Linked DNA regions of Mus musculus: regions 1, 3 and 4 are each linked to region 2. A link is a contact called in public Hi-C, HiChIP or PLAC-seq and promoter capture Hi-C data. All regions are on one chromosome and are shown on one strand. The core of a region is the stretch at or near the end of the contact, and the rest is flanking DNA. Distances in the headings are between cores, read along the strand shown.

Region 1 (2,926 bases), core at 235-2,734, 410 kb before region 2:
TACACTAGGACTTTTATTGCAATTCATTAGTTACAAGCCTGATTACCTGAATTCTATCTGCTGGGCCCACCTCACGAAACAAGAGAACCAACTACCCCAAGGTATCCACCAGATTTCTACATCCTTGCCTTGATATACACACATTCACATACACACACCCAAAATAAATACACAAATACAATTTAAAATTTAAATATAGGCAAAAACTAGGGTCACTGACTTTAGAAACGTTAAGTAATACCTTGCTTTCCAGTGTAATCTCCTTAACTGCTTCAGTAATTCCTGTAATACCTGTTTAGAATTCAGCAGAAAAAAAAATAACTAAAATTAAGCTGCAAACATTTCAGTTATGTGAATAAAACATTTATTTAACTGCTTATAACAACACTGAAACAGGCATATTTTGACAGATTCTTTACAAATGAACTTTTCCAAATAATCCAAAGGTACCTCCAAAAATATGCCTCAAAAACTCTAATTTAGCAACGTATCTATATCACCATGACTTGGTCCATTTTCTATTCTTCATTTGAATTTTTTCACAACACACACTACAATCAAGAGAGTATATGACTTCTGTTTACACTTTAATTAGAGCTGCATCAAAATTAGGTTTTGGTTTTGTTGACACACACTATTTGCTTCAAAAACATTGGCCATCTGAATGTAGTAAGACCATACCACACTCGTACAGACCTTTTACTTCACCAAGTATGTCTACATTTTATCCATATAATTCCATCTGTAAAAGAGAGTAACAGTTTCTCCCTATGAAGAATGAAGTTGACAGTCAGACTTTGGCTAACTATTTTAAGTGTATTACTCAGCGGTACATCCTCAGAAGTCCCTTGTCACAGAAAGGTACAGTGCAGATAAGCAGCAGCACTACACCAGAGTCCTGCATAACAATTCAATCCCAGGCACCTATCAGTTCTCAAAAGGACAGTTTAACCAGGATGGGAGACTCAGTACCTAATGTTACAACAGATTTAAAGTCCTAAATTCAAAATGCATTTAGCTCCCAATAAATGCAGCGTATTTTCTTACTCTAAAGTTGGCATGCCTTTAACAGTCCTAAACCAAAGGATTATGAGCTCACCTTCACAAATGGAAGATGGCACCCTCCAAAGACCAGCATTACAAGTCTTTATTTCATAGCAGTTTGGCTATCATCCTACAATAGATATGATCAATCAAGACGGTAAAACCCAAATCTATCCAATCAAACTAAAAATACAGAATTATTTACTGAACATAAAAAGAAACCTCATCAACCTGCCAAAATATAATAATGTAGTAGCATCCCATTACACCAACCCCCAGGCACTAGCTGGAGAAGCCTCTCTCTGCAGTGGGAAGCAGTCATGCAGAGATTCCTGATGGTCAAAGGGCTAAGACTAAGTGACTACTAGGTAGCTGCTCAGCCCTCAGTATGACTCTTTATCCCCAAGGCTTAGGGAACTTCAGGGAGGAAGTGGTAGAAAGAAAGGAGAAGCTGGTGGGTTGGGAAGGAATGCTGAGGGGTGCTGTATTCTGACATGGACAATGTACTCATGATCTCACAGCAACTCTCTGCTTATCTGCACAAGACCTACATAAGATTTAAGCCAATTAAGCTCACATCATGGATGGGGAAGGTACTCATGAGGTTCCACCCCAAGTGAGTACCACTGGTGTTGATGGCTGCTCAGGGAGGTAGATAAAGATTTGTGTTTGTTTTGCAGGCAGGCACCACTGGTGGATTGCCCAAGCTCTGGCGGTTGGTCCCACATCCATGTACATGTAGCCTACATTAATTCAACTCAGTGAAATCATTTAAAAAGAAAACAAAGGAGGGGCTGCTTAGAGGTTAAGTGCACTGATAGCTCTTCCAGAGGATGGAGGTTAGGTTCCCAGCACACGTGGTAAATAAGAACTGTTTCTAACTCCTGTTTTAGGAAATCCTATACTCTTTCTTCTGGCCTCCCCAGGCACTCCACTGTGTGCACACAATGCAAACATACATATTGATAAGACATCATACACATAAAAACAATAAGGACATGAGAACTTTTTAAAAAGGACATAAAGTGAGAGGGGTAACCAAGGATATGAACAGGGTATACTAGACATATATGTAAAATTGTCAAAAAGATAATTTTTAAAATATTCTTAATTTTAAAAGTATAGCACACCTGACAAAGCAAAAGAAAGCTCAAATGTTTATAAATAGTCACACTCCAGACTTGTGATGTTCTATTCTGTCAATCTGGTTAGTGTTGGGTTAGCTAGCTAGCTCGTCAAAAACTAGTCCAAAGGTTGCAGTGGAGGTACTTTTTAAGAGACTTTGAATAAATATTAAAACCAGTATTAAATAAAGCAAATCATCTTTCAAAAAGTAGGTAAATTGCATCCAATCAAGTAAAGGAGAGAAAAGAAAATGAAAGCCACTAAAGAACTGCCCACAGTATCAACCGCTCCTTGGTGCTCCAGCCTGTTGGGGCATGCTCTGCAAAGTTCAACTGTCATATAAACCAATTCCTTAAAATATATTATATCTACTTATATTACAGTGTAGCAGTGATCCTCAAAGAATGAGCACTGGAGAATTAAAATTTCCACAAGAGATCCTATCCTGGGAGAGAGTAGGATGTAAGTCCTGGCTATAGAGGAAGAGGGAGAGTATTCACTTAGGCCTGACAATTTATGTCCTAGCTAAATCTACATTACATTTCCTGAACTTTGTCTCATCTTTTCTGTAAAATCATAGCATCACTGAAGAGAAGGAAGAGATCTTTTCTATTTCAGGTCTAGTCACAACTGTAAATAAATCCATTTCTATGTCCTGTGGTTTTCCTCTAGCGTGACAGAAAGCTCCATTTCTCCTGTCATACCTATCCTTCCAGCACACCCCTATTGGTTCTGCACCTCTAAAGAACTGACCAAT
Region 2 (2,827 bases), core at 116-2,615:
ATGTTTTGTGGTGCTTATGGAAATAAGTACTGCGGACAAAGCACTTCACCGCCCTAAGCTTAGGTTCTAGCTATGTGAAACGGAGCTTTCTTCCATCCTGACCTCAATGGCTTGCTATGCACATCAAAAAGAACAGATAACTGAAAATTCTCAGCAGAAGGGTGCAGTGGTGGATCATAGTTATCTTACGTGTGCTCACCAGTAAGACTATCATGTGATGTTCTCTTTCTGGAAGATAGACCAAAATGTGATTTTTAAAGGAATTCTGGTGAAAGGAAAGAAATACCGTGTCTCCTTTAAATTGTTAAACTATACATTTCAGAGCTAAGTCTGTTGTTCCCTCGTAGCTACTGCAGCTACTAAAAGTGAAACATGAAAAAGCCTCCTACACGAACTCCCACCACCCTTCTACAGTGAAATCAGGACACCCGCACGGTAGCCCCAAATTCTATTGAACTCCTACAAAACTGCAGACATTGAGGCGTGCACCTCCTGATTCAGAAAGTGACTCCTGTAGCCCACATATCTTCAAGATAAAGGCAAATATACATCACAGATACACCAGTGTAACTGTATGTGTAAAGCCTGCAGTCACGAAAAGTGTCAGGAAAAAAAAAAAAAGATACGTTCCCAACTTACACTGTTGGCGAGGGAGACCAGAGATGATAGCTGGTTGTTGGTTTGGTTTTTGGTTTTTGGTTTTCCCCAAGAAGAAGATACAGAGACCCCCATGTCATTTTGATTGCTATGAATATGTGTTTAATTTATCCTGACCTGTCCTGAAGGGGGAGGGGAGATGAGGAAGCGACAGTGGAGGACATTATAGAACACAAAGCAAAAATAAATCAGACAAAGCAGAAAGTAGAGGTGACAAGGTAACCCATATCTGGAGCAACCCTTATCTCTACAACAGAAATTGGCTTGCGTTACCCAGCGAAAAGGGACAAGGCTTAAATGCTGCGCAGAACAGGTCTCTCCTCCCTTAGTCATTCTCCCCACCCACACCCCCCAAAAAATTTCAGACTCACCAGCCACAAAGACCCCCCATATTAAGAGCACTGCTAGGGCAGAAGTTCTCCAAAAGCAAAACATTTCGGTTTTCTGGTTTTCCGCCGCTCACTCGGTACTTTTTCTCCTCAGAGGTAAGGGAGCAGCAGTGACCATAACCCGGATCCCTCTTCTCTCGGGTTGGCTTCTGCGTGGTAGCGCACCTCTTAACCCATCCGCAGGGAGCAGCCCCGTCCTGCCTGCCAACTCCTTCCACTCGCGTGCTTTAGTCTGGCTTGGAAGAGAAGAAACTTCTCTGGGACTTGACACAGCAATGGATTTCCTGTGCAGAACCGTGAAGCAAAGACAGAGGAAGCTGACTGAGTGGGTTACTTTCAGCCCATTGGCTCTTTCTCTTCTCCTGCTGCTCACAGATAAACTGTACAGTAAGGCTCTGAACATGCCCAAGACAGATGGATGTGTCTAAACCTCCATTCAAAACTGAAGAGGGTTATCGATCGATTTTCGCCGCGTGCTTGTAAATTTCCTAACCACAATGAATTTCTGGAAAGTTCTCCAATATAATAATAATAATAATAATAATAATAATAATAATAATAATAATAGTGTGTATACCCTTCCTCAGTCTTTAATGCAGAATAAATATTTCTACTTGAAAATGCCATGGTGAGATTACTATCTAGTCTGGAACCCCACACATAATGCTGGGAGCATCAAATGCGTTTTTCTATTATTTTCTATTATTTCTATTATTACCCTAACAATCCCAAAATGAGAGGCTTAAACACAGCACTAATGCACTGCCCGGGAGTCAAAAGTCTGAACGTCATGATATGGGATTAAAATCAAGGCGTAGCCAGGCCTTTGCTTCTTCTGGAGACACGACCTTTTCCAGCACCCAGATGTCTCTGCGCTCTAGCCTGCGGCCATCGGACATCATTCTAACCTGTGTTCCATTGCCATAGCTGATCGCCTGATGATGACCCTTCTGCCTTCCTCTTACAAGGTCCTTTGCGATTAATTTGTCCAATGAGCATTGTCTGTTCATCCGAAGATCCTTAATTTAATTACATTCACATAGTCCCTTTTGCCACATCAGTGAACGTTCAGTCGCAGACCTCTGTGGGAGGCTCAGTACTGAATTTCCATTCTCTTTGACTTTCGAGGAGTTAGGTTGTTGTAGTCACAGATAACCGCCTTTGAGTTGTCATAGATCTGAGAGTCTAACTTCCCAGAAAAATTCTGTGTAATGTTACTAGTTAGTATAAACTTAGATTACAGTTGAGAAGAAGGAAAAAAAAAAAAAAAACCAAAAAACCTCTGTGGTAAGAATTTCCTACCCCTGAGCAAAATGCTCCAGGAAGAGGAAGAAAACATTGTCAACAGGAAAAAAAGATAAAACAGCACGAATTTTCAAAGTTAGCAATTCCCTCTTCCCTCTTGCCAAACATTAAACTCTATATATTACCCTCCTCCACCTCTCAAGCTTTCTCAGTGCACCATTCTGATTCAAAGGAACAAGGAGATAAGATCCTTAAGAGAAAGAAAGACTTGAAGACATGTCATTTAAATTTAAATACTGTTTTTCCATCACAAGAAGCTGTTGACACTGTAGGTTCTGAGGACAATCTGAGCAGTGCTTAATTCTCTGCCAAGCAACCTCAATGATACTGGTTCATTTTCTTAGCTGTGTCTGTATTTCTTTTCTATTTGATATTATAATGGCATGAGCTTTTGTCCATGTCATCAAAAAGTTTTGATGATCAGGGGAGCGAAATGGCTTAGTAGGTAAAGGTGTTTGCCACACAAGCCTGTAGAC
Region 3 (2,742 bases), core at 105-2,604, 310 kb before region 2:
CCCCATCTCTGGGAAAACAATATAAATCATGTATCAGATAGTATTGATAAAAACTTTCCCAACAATAATATTTTATATGGCTGCACGTGTGTCATCGGAAGTAGGTTTTGGTATATTGTTTAAGAAAACCTTAAATAAAAAGAATTAAAACAGTATAAGTTTATGTTTTGAAGATTTACAGAGAAACAGGAGCTGATGTCAAACAGTAACTGATCACACACATTCATTAGCTTGTTCTTGGGAATTTGCCACTAGCCTTAGATAATTTTTGTATTTTGATGTACCAAATGATCATAACAATATTCATTCTACCTAGATGTTTTACTGAAAACACCTTTTTTTTGAAGTTGTAAGACTTGGATGATTTTGTATTTTGATGTACCAAATGATTATTGTTATTTCTGTTCTATTTCGCTGCTTCACTGAACACAGCTCTTCAGAGCTGTAGCACCTGTTTCTCTTATGTATAAAACCCTTGCTTGAGAGCTGCAAAACACACTCAGGTTCCTTTGCCTTGGGAAGAGGCAGGTTGTTCCTATGTTTGCTCCTGACTCTAAACAGATGAAACACAAGCTAATTGCTGCCCTCTGGGCATACCAAGACAGTGTCTCATAATCCCTGGAATGTAGCACGAAGTCTAAAGGAGATGAGAAATATGCAGCCTTTTCTCTATATTTGTACCCCAGACACTCTGTGAAGGCTAGTATGGGGTGTGGTATGCATTCGTGGTATGTATTCTGCCTCTGTGTTTGTTTCTGTTTGTCACCACCCAATCCTTACCCACCTGACCTCAAGAACCCACATCCCAGGAACCCCCATACCTGGCTGGGGTGGTCCGTTGCACCCCTGGACCTTTCTAGCATCTTCTTTATCATTTATAGAATTCATGAACTCAGATCTTGGCCTGGAGGTACATGCTCCTTAGTCACTTATTCATCATTGGGAGAGAGGGCTTAGCCTCTGGCAGCCTCCATTATAACATTCATACCTGAAAGGGAGCCCCAAAAGCCAGCTGCTTACTTTAATGGAAACAATTTTAAACCCCATGCTTGGTATGTTTCTAAAGCTTATGTATCTGATTGGTTTCCTGGTGCTTTTCTCTATGTTGGCAAATTCGTGCCAGATGAGTTTTTCATTTGGTTTTGGTTTTGATTTTTTTGATGGGATAACCTTTCTTTGAGGTCATAGGGCGAAGTCCTTAACTACCTATCTTGCTCTTGTTTAACCAGTATCCTTTGCCTTGGGAATAGGCAGGTTGTTCCTATGTTTGCTCCCAACTCTAAATAGATGAAACACAAGCTAATTGCTGCCCTGTGGGCATACCGAGACAGTGTCTCATACTCCCTGGAGTGTAGCACGAAGTCTAAAGGAGATGAGAAATATGCAGTCCTTTCTCTATATTTGTCCCCTAGACACCCCGTGAAGGCTAGCAAAAGTCTGTTCTGATTCTGCAAGTACTCTGTGGTATGCATTTGGGTAGTAAAATTACATTTTGCATTTGTAGTCGGTATTTCATTTTTGAAAAAAGTGAACATCTGGTTTTCCTCTATTTAGTTTTGAAGCTCTAGAACAGCTGGGCAGGGCAACTTGGCCTTGTTCTGCATCTCCGTGAGTCATAGCTGAAGCTTCCACTCCATCAGCTACTCGCCCATTGGCTCACCAGCTGCCACTCATCTCCCCACAGCTTTTCTGGTTCTGGATGAGGACAGGGTCTGGATCAGCTTTTTCAGTCCAGCCCTTGGGAGTTTCGAGAGTGCCAATATTACATGAAGATGCTCTGGTCAGCTGTTACCAAATGTGAAAGGCCCAGCCCTGAGTGGGTGGAAAGTAGAGTCTGGCTTGCACTCATTGGGGTTTTGAGTCATAGCAGATTAGTGTTTAGACAAACTGTTTTTTCTCTCTTCTCTATTTTTCTGATCTGAAACTACAGATAAAGCAAACTGTGCTGAGGCTGTGAAGACTCACTGATTTTCACCAAGGAATTGAGTTATTTGCGTCCATCTTATGAGTTCCGTAGTATTTGGAAGAGGGAGTTTGTTTGTTCCATGCCTCAGTGCTCTTGAATTCAAAAGTTCTCCATGTTTCCTAGACCACTGCAACGGTGGGAGGTTCTGACCCTGGCTCACAGGAGGACCAAGGTACAGCCCTGTCTGAAAACTCTTCATCAGGGTTACCATGGGAGCCATAGCAGCCCCTCCAGCACCCAGGTGTAGGGTTCTCTTCCTAACCCACCATGTCAGTTGGGCTATTGTGCTCAGTCTCCATTATAGCTCTCAGCTACTGGAAACAGCTCACACTCTGTAACCCAGCACTCAAGCTCCTCTGGAGTTTGTCCCTAAACTTTGAGAGCCAGCTGCTGCTATCAGAGCCTCGTGCAGCATAGCCTAGGTACACTACCTGCCATTGCTGTTTGTCCTCTGATATCCGTGGTTTCACTCTATGCATGCCAGAGTGCTGTGAGGTGGACAATGGCTCCGTGTGCTCCTTTAATGTTCCCATCACCTTTTCTCTTTGCAGATTTCAATTCCACTGGGGCCCTGATTATCCAGACCCAGGTCAAAGGTGTCTGCTGCTTTAGAGTCTCCCTTGAGCACACTTTGAACTGAGCCACTCTTGACCTCTTCCAAATTTCCAATCCCTTTCCCAGCCTTCCCTCAAGGCTCGTGCTGGTATCTTCACCTGGAAGAAGAGGTTACAGTGCCTCTTTTTCCTGTCTCCCACCTTCATGGGCAGCCATGGCTC
Region 4 (2,943 bases), core at 405-2,904, 460 kb before region 2:
AACACAGTGACTACAGCTAATTATTTTAAAATTAAGATCTGGTAAATTTAAAATGATAAGTATGTAAGGTCATAGGCAAGTTAGCTCAATTGATTTAAACATTCTACAATGTATGCCTGCATTATAATCTTACTTCATAACTAAATATCTATAGCATTTGGCGATTTTTAAAACTAGATCTACTTAAGGTTTTAATGTTAAACCTAAGTTCTCATTTAATTGGATTTTATCAAAGGTACTGAAGGAAAAAACTATTGGCAAAGGTCACCATTAACATTTATCAAGCTTTAATTGCATCTACTTACCATAGCTAGGCACTATAGGTATAAGAAAAGGCCAACTGCTAGGTATAATTATATATTTTTTAATGAAGAAAGGAAAACTAAGAAAGGAGAAGAAACTTAACTGAGTTCATAATGTAAGTAGCAGAGGGAATAAATACTCCCACCTGATAACCAAGTTTCTGTGCGTAATAAATACCAGATTATAACATACTGGGTAGAAGAATATAATGCGAATTACAACCCCAATTGTGCTATAAAATTAAAAATATTTCCTTTGTTTCACAGAGTCCAGTCTGCAAGAGGTCCCTTAGAATTAAATAGAATTAATATTTGACTCCTCTTGTCTTTCAGAGGTGGGTAATAATAAACAAGGGCTTGAATGACTAAGAAGAAGTTCTACTCTGCTCTTGGCTAGGTGGTCTTGTGACATCAGATCATTGAATCCTAAACCTCACAGTTCCAGATTTCAAGATGACATTCCACAGGACCTCAGTGGTTCTATTTTTCAATCCAACACGAATGTGCCCAGTTGCTACACGTGTGATGGTGGAAGATAAATAACCCAAGGATCCCAAGCATTACAGACCTTGTCTTCATAAACTATGGAGAATTGTTTCCTATTTTCAGTTGGCGACCATTCACAAATCATCCTGTCCAGACAAACTAAAGCGACACTCATGATTTACTCTTCAGCCTCACATCGAGAAGCCTGCTTAGTACTCTCATAGTACACCCCACAGTATTCTCATAGTATACCCCACAGAAAGAAGGAGGCAGTCTATTTAGATTGAACATTATTTGAGTGTAACCATGGCCACAGCTATAACCACAAGTATCCAAAAGCTTTCCCACCCCAGTAAGCACTACAACATCCTGCTGACATCTGATACCAAGACATGAACGTAACAAGTCTTTTCTGTTAGCATGGCAGCCACAGAGAGTTTTGTAATAGTGACAAATCTGTACTGACACATTTATAACATCTGCTCAAATCTCTTCACTTACCATCAGGACCTGGTTTTAGGAAACTTAGCTCCAGCTATGGATCAGTTTTTGCTCTGTAGCCAGGTGAGTAGCATGTCCTAACTTCACTCACATCCTGGAGCGTTTTCAAGAAGCAAAAGGGACTCATCACTCTGAGCTATATATGCCCTGGACATGAACATCCCTCTCCACAGAGCAAGCTCAACTATCACTGACAGGAACCCCGAGGAAGAAAACCAGCTTTCTTAGTAGGTCCCTTACCATTCCTCTTAGTAGCTTTCTCACAAAGGATGCTCCAGAGGCCCAGATGGAGGATGAAGAATTCCCTAAATAACCGAGGAGTCCCAAGCATGGCAGGCACTGTCTTCATTCCCAGCACGTGTCAGGTAAGGGCAAACTTCCTCTTCCTCCCTAGAGATCTTCAGAGCTGGGTCACGTTATTCACACTAGCAGCATCTTAGGCCAAAATAAATTAATTAATTTAAATCAAATCAGGAGACCTGGTGGGAGAGGACAGTGTGAGTAGTCCGAAGGATTTGTGAGAGCAAGAGGCCCTGCTGTGGTTTTGTTTCTGATCCGACCTGCTGTTCTCTTTCAAGCCCTCTGATGTGCAAAGCAGCTGGCTCCTTGCTTCCGCTCTGCCACCATTCTTGCATAACCTTGAGGTTTTTCTCAAAGTGAACAATTAAACTTAAAAAAAAAAAGATCTAAATTGTTACAGTCTTTAGGTTTAGATTCTGATCAAATCAGGGTCAGGAAATTCATACAAAAAGTACCTATGGTAAGCATATATTTCCCCTTTTTATAGTTTGTGATTATGATACTTCATCAGTGTAATGTATCTTACAACCCTCCCCCCATGCTCCCATAAAGGCACAGTAAGATGAGAATGTTCCTTGTCATGAAACCAATGAAGACTTATCTGACGTTATGGAGAAAATGACTGACAGGGTGCATTTCATCAACAGAAGAGGGAAGGGCCTCCTTCTTCAGTCTGTAGATGCCTATCAACGGAATACATGCTTGCCGTTAGTACTAGCTACACGATCTTCCTAAATATTAAAGTTCTAAGCAAAATGAGCACTTGAGTGCCAATTAGAGGAAACTTTCATTTTCCGCATGCTTTATGTGGTTGTTGTCGAGATGAAGCAGTAAAGTAAGAAATGGAAAAAGTTCAAAATTGGATAGCTCAGGGTTGCTGAGGGGCTGTGGGCACGCAGCCCACGTTCAATCACTAGCTTATAACAACAGGAATTTGGTAATTCCAAATGGAGAGGTGGCACCTGTGCAGTTTAACTCATTGAATGAAATTGAGAAATCTTTCCCTCAGAGGCTAATGGTACCCTTCCAAGGCCAAACTCCATTTAGGGTACCTATTGCATATTTGTCCAGATAAGCCACAGTGGCTGGAATACCAACATGAGTGAACGCCGCTCCAGAATTTAAGGAACTCAGCCAATCCATGCTGATGCTCACGCACCCCTGGTACGCCAGATGATACAGGTAGTCTGCAGAGCTCCTAGAATCTGCACTGTTGACCAAGGAAGCACCCTGCTTATGGTTCATTTTATACAACTCATCCCCCTTCCTTGCTCAGAATGGGGTGCAAAACTCCTGTTGGCAGTAGAAACAAGGCTCAATGTACCTCTAAAATAGCCTAAGAGGTTTCGAAGAA

What was found. Promoter capture Hi-C pulls out the DNA fragments that hold promoters and counts their contacts. A called contact is a pair of places that touch in the nucleus more often than the background predicts. HiChIP or PLAC-seq counts read pairs in DNA pulled down with a chosen protein or histone mark.
Region 1: a contact with region 2 is called in an H3K4me3 HiChIP or PLAC-seq map of bone marrow-derived macrophages, with 5 times the contacts expected there. The contact joins the enhancer-like site here to the promoter of Cd200r1 in region 2. A contact is called at or near these places in 10 of 39 promoter capture datasets (the C10 cell line, cranial neural crest, embryonic stem cells and 7 more), 1 of 484 Hi-C or Micro-C datasets (bone marrow-derived macrophages), 5 of 115 datasets of contacts at active chromatin or transcription factors (acute myeloid leukemia, bone marrow-derived macrophages, craniofacial prominence and 2 more) and 2 of 9 other capture datasets (embryonic stem cells and liver).
Region 3: a Hi-C map of bone marrow-derived macrophages shows a contact between it and region 2, with 34 read pairs. The contact joins the enhancer-like site here to the promoter of Cd200r1 in region 2. A contact is called at or near these places in 15 of 39 promoter capture datasets (the C10 cell line, the HPC-7 cell line, cranial neural crest and 11 more), 4 of 15 datasets of contacts at CTCF or cohesin (CD8 T cells, the NIH/3T3 cell line and large pre-B cells), 106 of 484 Hi-C or Micro-C datasets (the AML12 cell line, B cells, the Ba/F3 cell line and 67 more), 16 of 115 datasets of contacts at active chromatin or transcription factors (CD8 T cells, bone marrow-derived dendritic cells, bone marrow-derived macrophages and 9 more) and 4 of 9 other capture datasets (adipose tissue, bone marrow-derived macrophages, embryonic stem cells and 1 more).
Region 4: a promoter capture Hi-C map of liver shows a contact between it and region 2, with 4 times the contacts expected there. The contact joins the promoter of Btla here to the promoter of Cd200r1 in region 2. A contact is called at or near these places in 5 of 39 promoter capture datasets (hippocampal neurons, liver, neutrophils and 2 more) and 1 of 9 other capture datasets (pancreatic islet).

What each region holds. Positions count from the first base shown.
Region 1 is chr16:45,172,614-45,175,539 of GRCm38.p6, reverse strand. It overlaps Atg3 (autophagy related 3), which reads right to left. Exons shown (of 12, transcript NM_026402.3): 6 at 242-291. Among named protein-coding and RNA genes, the nearest start is that of Atg3, 15 kb to the right of the region's middle. Within about 2 kb of position 1,484, at least 11 of the 459 cell types and tissues checked have an H3K27ac peak or open chromatin away from gene starts, as enhancers often do. A contact at or near this core is called in bone marrow-derived macrophages, where this site is marked.
Region 2 is chr16:44,764,274-44,767,100 of GRCm38.p6, reverse strand. Cd200r1 (CD200 receptor 1) reads right to left here and starts at 1,365. Exons shown (of 7, transcript NM_021325.3): 1 at 1,029-1,365. The coding sequence starts at 1,092.
Region 3 is chr16:45,069,498-45,072,239 of GRCm38.p6, reverse strand. No RefSeq gene overlaps it. Among named protein-coding and RNA genes, the nearest start is that of Ccdc80, 23 kb to the left of the region's middle. Within about 2 kb of position 1,354, at least 72 of the 459 cell types and tissues checked have an H3K27ac peak or open chromatin away from gene starts, as enhancers often do. A contact at or near this core is called in the NIH/3T3 cell line, the STO cell line, adipose tissue and 10 more, where this site is marked.
Region 4 is chr16:45,223,048-45,225,990 of GRCm38.p6, reverse strand. It overlaps Btla (B and T lymphocyte associated), which reads right to left and starts at 1,654. Exons shown (of 6, transcript NM_001037719.2): 1 at 1,530-1,654. The coding sequence starts at 1,638.